Linked DNA regions of Sus scrofa: region 2 is linked to region 1. Evidence: chromatin contacts called from public HiChIP or PLAC-seq data. All regions are on one chromosome and are shown on one strand. Each heading gives the region's core, a stretch centred on a gene start, on an enhancer-like site or on the middle of the called end of the contact. The rest is flanking DNA. Distances are from core to core; before and after follow the strand shown. Region 1 has its middle 450 kb from the start of FAM49B. Region 2 has its middle 350 kb from the start of MYC.

Region 1 (4,271 bases), core at 617-3,116:
CCCCAACCCTGACACTAACATCGCTTAAAACCTATGAATGATTCTATTTGGATTCAGGGTAATATTCAAATGCCCTAGCATGCAACATACAACTAATGCACTCATCCAATATGCATTTATTTAGTGCCTACTATACGTCATCGTGAACTGCTCTTGTAAGGATGAATATATGGGCTTTGACTGTGAGAAGTTCACAGACAAGTAGGGAGAAAGATAAATGTCAAGCACATTCAGCCCAATAGGGTCAGAGCGATGACGGGTCTGTGCCTTCAATACTAGAGTGGAGAAAAGGACTCATAGCTCCTTTGTTTTTTTTTAATTAGAGTATAGTTGATTTACAATGTTGTGTCAATTTCTTCTATACAGCAAAGTCACCCAATTGTGCATATTTATACATTCTTTTTCTCATGTTATCTTCCATCATGGTCTATCCCAAGAGACTAGATATAGTTCCCTGTGCTATACAGCAGGACTTCATTGCTTATCCACTCCAAATGTAATTGTTTGCATCTACTAACCCCAAACTCCCAACCCACCTCTCACCCCGCCTCTCCCACTTGGCAACCACGAGTCTATTCTTCATGTCTTGAGTCTGTTTCTATTCTGTACATAGGTTCATGGGTGCCACATTTTAGATGCCACATATGAGTGATATCATATGGTATTTGCCTTTCTCTTTCTGACTTACTTCACTTTGTATGAGACTCTCTAGTTGTATCCATGTTGCTGCAAGTGGCTCATAGCGCCTTTAGATTGGAAGTATCAGAGAAAACCTTACAGTGGAGATAAAGCTGAGATGAGTTTTGAAAACTAAGTAAGAGAAGAACAGAAAGAAATCAAGAAGACAGAGCAGCACACAGAAAAGCCTGGAGACAATGGAGTTCCCGTCGTGGCTCAGTGGTTAACGAATCCGACTAGGAACCATGAGGTTGCGGGTTCAATCCCTGCCCTTGCTCAGTGGGTTAAGGATCCGGCGTTGCTGTGAGCTGTGGTGTAGGTCACAGACGTGGCTCGGATCTGGCGTTGCTGTAGCTCTGGCGTAGGCTGGTGGCTAGAGCTCCGATTAGACCCCTAGCCTGGGAACCTCCATATGCCGCAGGAGTAGCCCTAGAAAAGGTAAAAAGACAAAAAAAAAAAAAAAAAAAAAAGCCTGGAGACAAAATAAACTGGCATTTCGTAGGTGTTCTTAAGAGTCCAATATTGCTGGGGCCAGGTTTAGAGCTCCAGGAGATGAGAGGGCTCCAGTAGCAGAGACTAGATCACCGATCTTAGATGCCATGCCAAGGAGCTTTTCCTTTTATCTTGTGTATAATGGGAAACCGTAGAAAAATCATAGTCAGAGTTCCCATTGTGGCTCAGCAGCAACAAACCTGACTAGTATCCATGAGGACAGGGGTTCGATCCTTGGCCTTGCTCAGGGAGTTAAGGAGTCACCACTGCCATGAGCTGTGGTGTAAGGTGCTGACACAGCTCGGATCCCATGTTGCCATGGCTGTGATGTGGGCCAGCAGATGCAGCTCTGATTGGACCCCTAGCCTGGGAACTTTCATACACTGCAGGTGCGGCCCTAAAAAGACAAAAAAAAAAAAAAAAAGAAGAAGAAAAAGAAGAAGAAGAAGAAGAAAGGTCATGGTCTGTGCTGCATTAGATGATAATCTAGACAGGAGCCAAAAGAGAGGGAGAGAGACCATGAGAGGCTCCTTCAGTAATCTGGGCTCCACAGGACAAATGAATGAACGCACAGATAAAGGAATGATCAGAGAGATGATGGTTCTGATAACTTTTGCCAGAGTTTCTAGTCACCGGAGAAAGGGAAGTGGCTTGCATATCCTTTGCAACTGCTATCCCCTCCCCCACCCCCAGCTTCGTGAATGGTTTCTCGCTTTGGCACGCATGTGTATCTCTTCCTCAAATGCCGGTAATCTGAGCAACTTGTATCTCGCGCTGATTATTTTTTAAACAATTCACTCTGGGAGGCAAGTGCCAAGCCAGTTCAAGCAGGATTTCCAAGGGTCCCAGGCAGAAAATAGAAATAAACAGTCGAGGTAGAGTTTGGACCAAAAGAGTCATCAGGGAGAGGTATTCGGAGATGGCCTGGACCACAGAAGAGTAACAGCAAGGATGCTGAGACCAGGCAAAGGCCGGGAAAGTGGGCATAAACGGTTAGCCCCTTAAGAGGATAACACTGCTCTCAGACACACCACAATGATTCAGAGGCCAGTGCGGGCCTCTTTTGATTCACTAATTACTAGTATTAATATACCAATTTTTGTGCCTGCCAGGCACTGGATACTAAAAGGAAAAAGACGCAATTCCTCAAGAATCTCCCAGCATAATGGAGCAGGCTGGGAACCAATCAGACTTACTGCATTGCAAGAACTGCTAAGATATAAGAAAAAGAAGGAAATGCTTCATTCTACCTGTGAATGAAAAAATGCCTTGACATAGAAAGAAAAAAAAAACAGTCAAGCAGAACATAGAAGGATGATGAGCAGGACTCTGTAAAACAGAGGAATGAGCTCATGCAAAGGCACAGAGGTGTCAAGGGAAGGAAGGCTTGGAAAACTTGAAAAAGAACTTGGCTAAATCTAAATGCTTTCAGCCAAGAGCCTTGTTCACCATCTCTTTGTCTCTCTGCCTTGCATGCAGGGCAGAGGCCTCAAAAGGCAGCTTTCTGCTCTTGATGTCATAAAGGCTGGGGGACAAACACTGTCTTCAGGCAGAAGAGAGCTACAAGTGGGGTCACAGTTAATCAGCACATCAGAAAACCTATGATCCAGCCATTGTTAAGAATGAAAGCAATTAGATAGCGTCCATCTGTAGGGAACTTCCTAAAATACATGTCTGAGATTGTGAACTTGGTCAGTTGCACAATAAACTAGAGGGAAAGTTGAATGTCTTTCCCAAGCAGCCACTTGCTTGGCTGCAGAACTGGAGGAAGGTAAGAAACTCCCTAAACCTGTTTCCTAATCCATGAAAGAGGATGAGAGAGAGGAGAGAGTGAGTGAATGAGAGAGAGAGAGAGAGAGAGAGAGAGAGAGAGAGAGTGAGTGATAACTCCCACTCACAGGCTACCCTAAGAATTAAACATGACATGCAGGAGAGGGTCTAGCACAGTGCCTGACACCCAGTAGACAATGAACAAGTGTGAGCCCCCAGCATCCTCCCATCCCCTTGAGTCAGTGTGCACATCCTGCTCACAGTAGGTATTCATGTATTCTTGGCTTAAAAACCTATCAACCTCGGAGTTCCTGTCATGGCTCAGCAGGTCAAGAATCCAACCAAGTATCCATGAGGATGCAGGTTTGATCCCTGGCCTCACTCAGTGGGTTAAAGGATCCAGTGTTGCTATGAGCTGTGGTGTAGGTCACAGATGGAGCTCAGATCTGGCACTGCTGTGGCTGTGGTGTAGACTGGCAGCTGCCCCTCCAATTCGACTCCTAGCCCAGAAACAACCACAGGTGTGGCCATCAAAACAAAAACAAAAACAAAACACTTATCGACCTCCACATAGCTACTGGGTCTACTAAAAGCAGAAAAAGAACAATAACAGCATTCACTGCATGCCAAATACTTTGCCTCTATTTCCTCATTTAATTTTCGCAACCACCAAATGAGGTAGCCAGCTGTCATGCATTTCCATTTTACATCTGAGAAATTCTGAGGAGCAGAGACCTAAAGCGATGTCTGAGGCCATGCAGCTACTAAAACAGCAGAGTTAGCAACTGACTCTGGATCTAGACCAGTGAGGGGTCCACTCGGGTCCTCCAGAAAAGCCCATTCCGGAAATAAAACCGAGGTAACCTCAGGTGACTTTGCTCGGCACGTGACACCTGGATGAAGCCGGACAGCTTCCACATGCCCCAGAGTGAACCTGTCTGCAACCCCACTCAGTTACATCCGCCAGCATCTCCGGCACATCAAGTGATACGACCATGTGACTGGCTCTTCTCAGGGCAGTTCTCTCTGGACCTTTGTTATTCATGATAAATTACAAGAAAAATTCTCATGATACCCAAGGAGCATTTATGAGAAAGTTCCTGGGTCAATAATTGGCAAGCTTTCTTATTTCTTAAGGTCATAAGGAAAAGAACAGTGGACTAAAGGAGTGAGATTTGGAACAATTACAAGAGAGCGAATATCCTCTGCTTCTCAGTATCATTTTTTTTTTTTTTGGCCACTTTGGAGAGGTTGTGTGCCTTTTTTAAACTTCCAGATTTCATACTTTCTGTTCAGCTTTTGCAATTTCCCAAGACCATGCTTTTTAAAAA
Region 2 (4,428 bases), core at 1,567-4,066, 1.2 Mb before region 1:
ATGTCTCTAATATCCATTTATAAAATCTGTATATTTTTCTAATCTATTTGTTACAGTGACTCTTATTCCACAGATGTGATAAAGGGCTGAGGCTGTCTTGTGCACGTGAAATTGACTTATGGCCTTTCTGCAATCAGAGGCGGGTGGGAAGGAAAAAGTGGAGCATGGGGCGGTGTCCAGCTGGGCTGCAGAGGCAGGCATGTGGTTGCATCTGCTTCCTATCTTTTAAAACCATCTGGAATTAGCAGTTTGTGACAAAGAAACAAAAGGTCTCCTGAGTGAGGTGGCCTTGAAGCCACACAGGGGCAAAGAAGTGACAAATCAGACCCCAGAGAGACATCTGTGCTAAAATAAGCTCCACCCTTCAGGGTGACAGGGGAGCAATGTCTATTTTTCACTCCAAATCCTGACTTTAGGTCCGCATTAGGTCTTGTCTCACTTGACAGAGGCAGGTTTGAATCCCAGCTTCTCTGTTGCTAAACTTGTGACTTTAAGTCATGCTCTGGTATCCTTACTTGTAAAATGGAGCTAACAAAGTTCCTGCTCATCATATTGTAGCAAAGATGAAAGAGTTTATACTTATCAGATACTGGATACCATGCCCGGCACATAGCAAGAGGTCCCTTTGTGATAACAATTACTATTAGTGAGGGGGGATCTTAATCCCCAGCTCACAGACAGAGCTGTCGTGAGGGGTGGTGAGAGGCGGTCAGGGGCCTGAACACAGAGCAGGCATTCCGTAAGTGGTGCTGTGACAATCATGGCAGCTTCACCGACAAGGTACACCGCCGAGAACAGGAGGTCTACGGTGACATGGGGGACAGACACTCCGAAGGTAGGACCCCGAAATGGTGTTCACTTATGGTAGTAGGTGGCTGAGTTGTGGTGAGGAGCCGATAAGCAGATCCCTTAATTAATATCAAAAGGAAGAGATGAATTAAATTGTCCTGTGGTGGGACGGATGCTGCCAGGGGTTTGGATGGAGAGGGCTTTGGACTGAGTTCAGTGTTTTCATAGGAAGAAGGAGGAAAATATTCTGATATTTGGGGATAACAATTGTGTGTGTGTGTGTGTGTGTGAGAGAGAGAGAGAGAGAGAGAGAGGGAGGGAGGGAGACAAGTGAAGCTTAATCTGGCAAGAATTATGATGTTTATATGGTGTGTCCATCCTTGGAAGGAAAGAAGCACCATTCCAGCACTCAGCACTTCCCCACACATTCTTCTGTTGGATTTTCTAGAGTCTCAAGGCTTATTAGCATCTCCATTTGACATACAAAGAAATCGAGGCTTGGAGACCCAAGACGTGAGATGAGTAATAATTAGGGGGTCAGTCCATACGGAGATCAGAGCAGGAGCAGGCGAGATGTTGGCTGCTGTGCCAGTCCAGCCCCTTCATGAGTTTCAAAGAGGTGAGAGGACCTGCTCCAGGTCCGCAGAGACAGAGGTGGAGTGTTGGCTAGAACCCAACCAGATCTCTTGAGTCTAAGTAAGTAGCTTTTCATTTATCTCACCCATCGTTCAAAACATGTCTGGGGTGCTGCCTCCTTCTAGAAGGCATCCCGACTCCTCCATAGCCCAGAAAACACAAGCGTTTCTGTAACAGTGAAGCATCCTTCAAGCTCTTATTGGTACTCTTCTTACACTCTATTGCCGTGTAATTCCCTATGAGGCAACAAAGGCGGGGACTGTCTTCTGTCATCGCATCCTAATGTTTCCCAAAGTGTCCAGGAATGGGAGATGCTTAGTAAATCGTGTCCAAAGGAATGATTCAATCAACCCAACAGTGGGCAGGCCAGGATAGTGAGATCTCGTGGAAAGAGAGATTTGGACTCAGCTTTTTTTTTTTTAATTGAAGCGTCATTAATTAATTAATTGTTTTTTTTTGTCTTTTTGCCATTTCTTGGGCCACTCCCGAGGCATATGGAGGTTCCCAGGCTAGGGGTCGAATCGGAGCGGTAGCCACCAGCCTACGCCAGAGCCACAGCAACACGGGATCCGAGCTGCATCTGCAACCTACACCACAGCTCATGGCAACGCCGGATCATTAACCAACTGAGCAAGGGCAGGGATGGAACCTGCAACCTCATGGTTCCTGGTCAGATTCATTAACCACTGCACCGCGACGGAAACTCTGAAGTGTCGTTAATTTAGAATGTTGTGTTAGTTTCAAATGTACAGCAAACTGATTCATATATATTATATATTTTTTATAAAATATATATAAATATAATATATATTTGATAAAATATATATAAATATAAAAATATATATCATATATATATACATATACACACACACATACATTTTCAGATTCTTTTTCATTGTATGTTTTTACAAGATACTGAGTACAGTTCTCTGGGCCATACAGTAGGTCCTTGTTGCTTACCTGCTTTGTATATAGTAGCATGTATCTGTTAATCCCAAACTACTATGTTACCTGCCCCCAGAGGGTATGGGTCAGAGAAGAGGGTGAGAATATTCCCAGTGGAGAACATTTTGGGAGCAAAGATCGAGGCTGGAGGGGGATCCTGGTAGCGGTGACCTGTAGGAAGGCTTGGTGGCAAACAGCTTGTCCTAGGAAGTACTTCGAAATAAGCCTGGAGATGGAAACAGGGACCCAGGATGTAGTCCCTTTGAGCCTGGCTTGTCAGACAGCCTCGATGCTGTTCCTTTTGCATCCGGGGCTGCTGTTAATTAAGGCTTCCTCTTTGCCCTAGAAGTCGCCATGCTGATTCATGCCCCAGTCACAGCCAGTCTGGATTCCCCTCCGCAGTACTATTCTAGAAACCCAACTCCCCCAAGGCAGACACTTCAGCTGTCATTAGATGCTTATTAAGGAGAGTGAGTCAGGGCGGTGGCTCAAGACACAGTTTCCACCCTGCCCCACATCCCCTTCCTCTCCTCTCCCTGCTGTGCTATTTCAAGCACACAGGCTCACAAGGTTTTGCGGGGAGTGGGAAGGACATGGATGCGGAGCTTTTAAACCTCCCAGAAAAATCTCCCTTTTGTAGTTCACTGCCTATGTGACCTTGAACAGAGAGCGAAGCCACTCTGGGCTCCAATTTCCTCAACATAATGAAACAGTGTTGCTAGGACAGAACAGGGTTAAGCATAAAGGGCTTTGCATAGGATCTGCAGTGCAGCAGGTTTGCAGGAAGTGCCCAGGGTGCCTGCGGTTGGACATTCACGTGCCCTGAGTGGCACCACTTCAGGATGTTGTCCACAGGGCCATCTCCTGCAGGATCCCCAGAAACCTTTCCCTCCCTCCTTCCTTCCTTCCTTCCTGGGGGCGCTGTTGTGGATCATCCTGGCAAAGTTCCTTTCTGTGGTCCTCAGGGGTTGGAGAGACACAGCTCAACCGCTCCCGAAACGGGAACCTCACACAAGCTTCCTGATCTGCTGCCAGACCCGGGGCCTGGCAGGGACATGTGAGCTGGTTTCTGCTTTGTGGATTTCATTGCATTGTCCAGACACAGCACCTCAGGTCTTTCTTCCTGTCACCCCTTTGGTGACACGAACAGGCACCAGAGCACACACCCTTTACCTGAAGGTCCCTACTCAAAGTTGGGGGTGCTGTTTGTGGAATTTGCTTTTTCTTCCCTTTAAAAAAATTTTTATCTCTTTATTTACTTTATTGGCCACACCTGTGGCACATGGAACTTTTCAGATTAGGGGTTGAATTGGAATGGCCGCCAAGGCCTACATCACAGCCACAGCAAAGCCGGATCTGAGCCGCCTCTGTCACCTACGCTGCAGCTTGCAGCAATGCTGGAAACAATCCGCTGAATGAGACCAGGGATCAAACCCACGTCCTCAGAGAGACAACGTCAGGTTCCTAACCCACTGAGCCACAACATGGGAACTCCACTTGCTGAAGCCTAGGTGGGCTTTAGACTCTGTTGAAGGACAGGTCCACCCAGCAACCCCTTAGTCTTGTGTGGAGCTCATCTTCTTTCCTCTCCCCGTACTTCACCCTAATCCAATCCCGCTGGGTACAGAGATGTACTAGCATCTCCTTGCATCTTGTACATCCAGCTCCCCCCCCCTCCCCGCCCCCGCAGCCCGGGCACACACTGAGAGCATGTTTCCTTGCTATCAGTATCCCCTGGCTTGGCATTCAATACTCTCCCATTTTGTGCCCCACCCACTCAGGCATCCTCTTCTAGCCTTGACTTCCCAGTGGTTAGGAGCTAATGGGCATGCAGACATAACCTTCTCCATAGGCAGAAAGAATCACTCTCCCTTTCCAAAAAACGAGCTCTAAGGGAGGGAGCTGAGGCACAGAAGTGGGAGTCATAAAACTTGCATTCCCAGCCCCACTACTCACTGGTTTTGTAATCTTGGGCAAATCACTTAACCTCTCTGAGCCACCAAAAGTTATTCGAAAGGGTGGGGTTAATGCTAATTGACCCGGGTGCCTCCTCCCCCG

The links. HiChIP or PLAC-seq counts read pairs in DNA pulled down with a chosen protein or histone mark.
Region 2: a contact with region 1 is called in an H3K27ac HiChIP or PLAC-seq map of alveolar macrophages. The contact joins two enhancer-like sites. A contact is called at or near these places in 1 of 47 Hi-C or Micro-C datasets (mesenchymal stem cells) and 2 of 2 datasets of contacts at active chromatin or transcription factors (alveolar macrophages and skeletal muscle).

The regions. Positions count from the first base shown.
Region 1 is chr4:10,923,521-10,927,791 of Sscrofa11.1, reverse strand. No RefSeq gene overlaps it. Among named protein-coding and RNA genes, the nearest start is that of FAM49B, 450 kb to the right of the region's middle. Within about 2 kb of position 1,866, at least 5 of the 83 cell types and tissues checked have an H3K27ac peak or open chromatin away from gene starts, as enhancers often do. A contact at or near this core is called in alveolar macrophages, where this site is marked.
Region 2 is chr4:12,107,524-12,111,951 of Sscrofa11.1, reverse strand. No RefSeq gene overlaps it. Among named protein-coding and RNA genes, the nearest start is that of MYC, 350 kb to the left of the region's middle. Within about 2 kb of position 2,816, at least 18 of the 83 cell types and tissues checked have an H3K27ac peak or open chromatin away from gene starts, as enhancers often do. A contact at or near this core is called in alveolar macrophages, where this site is marked.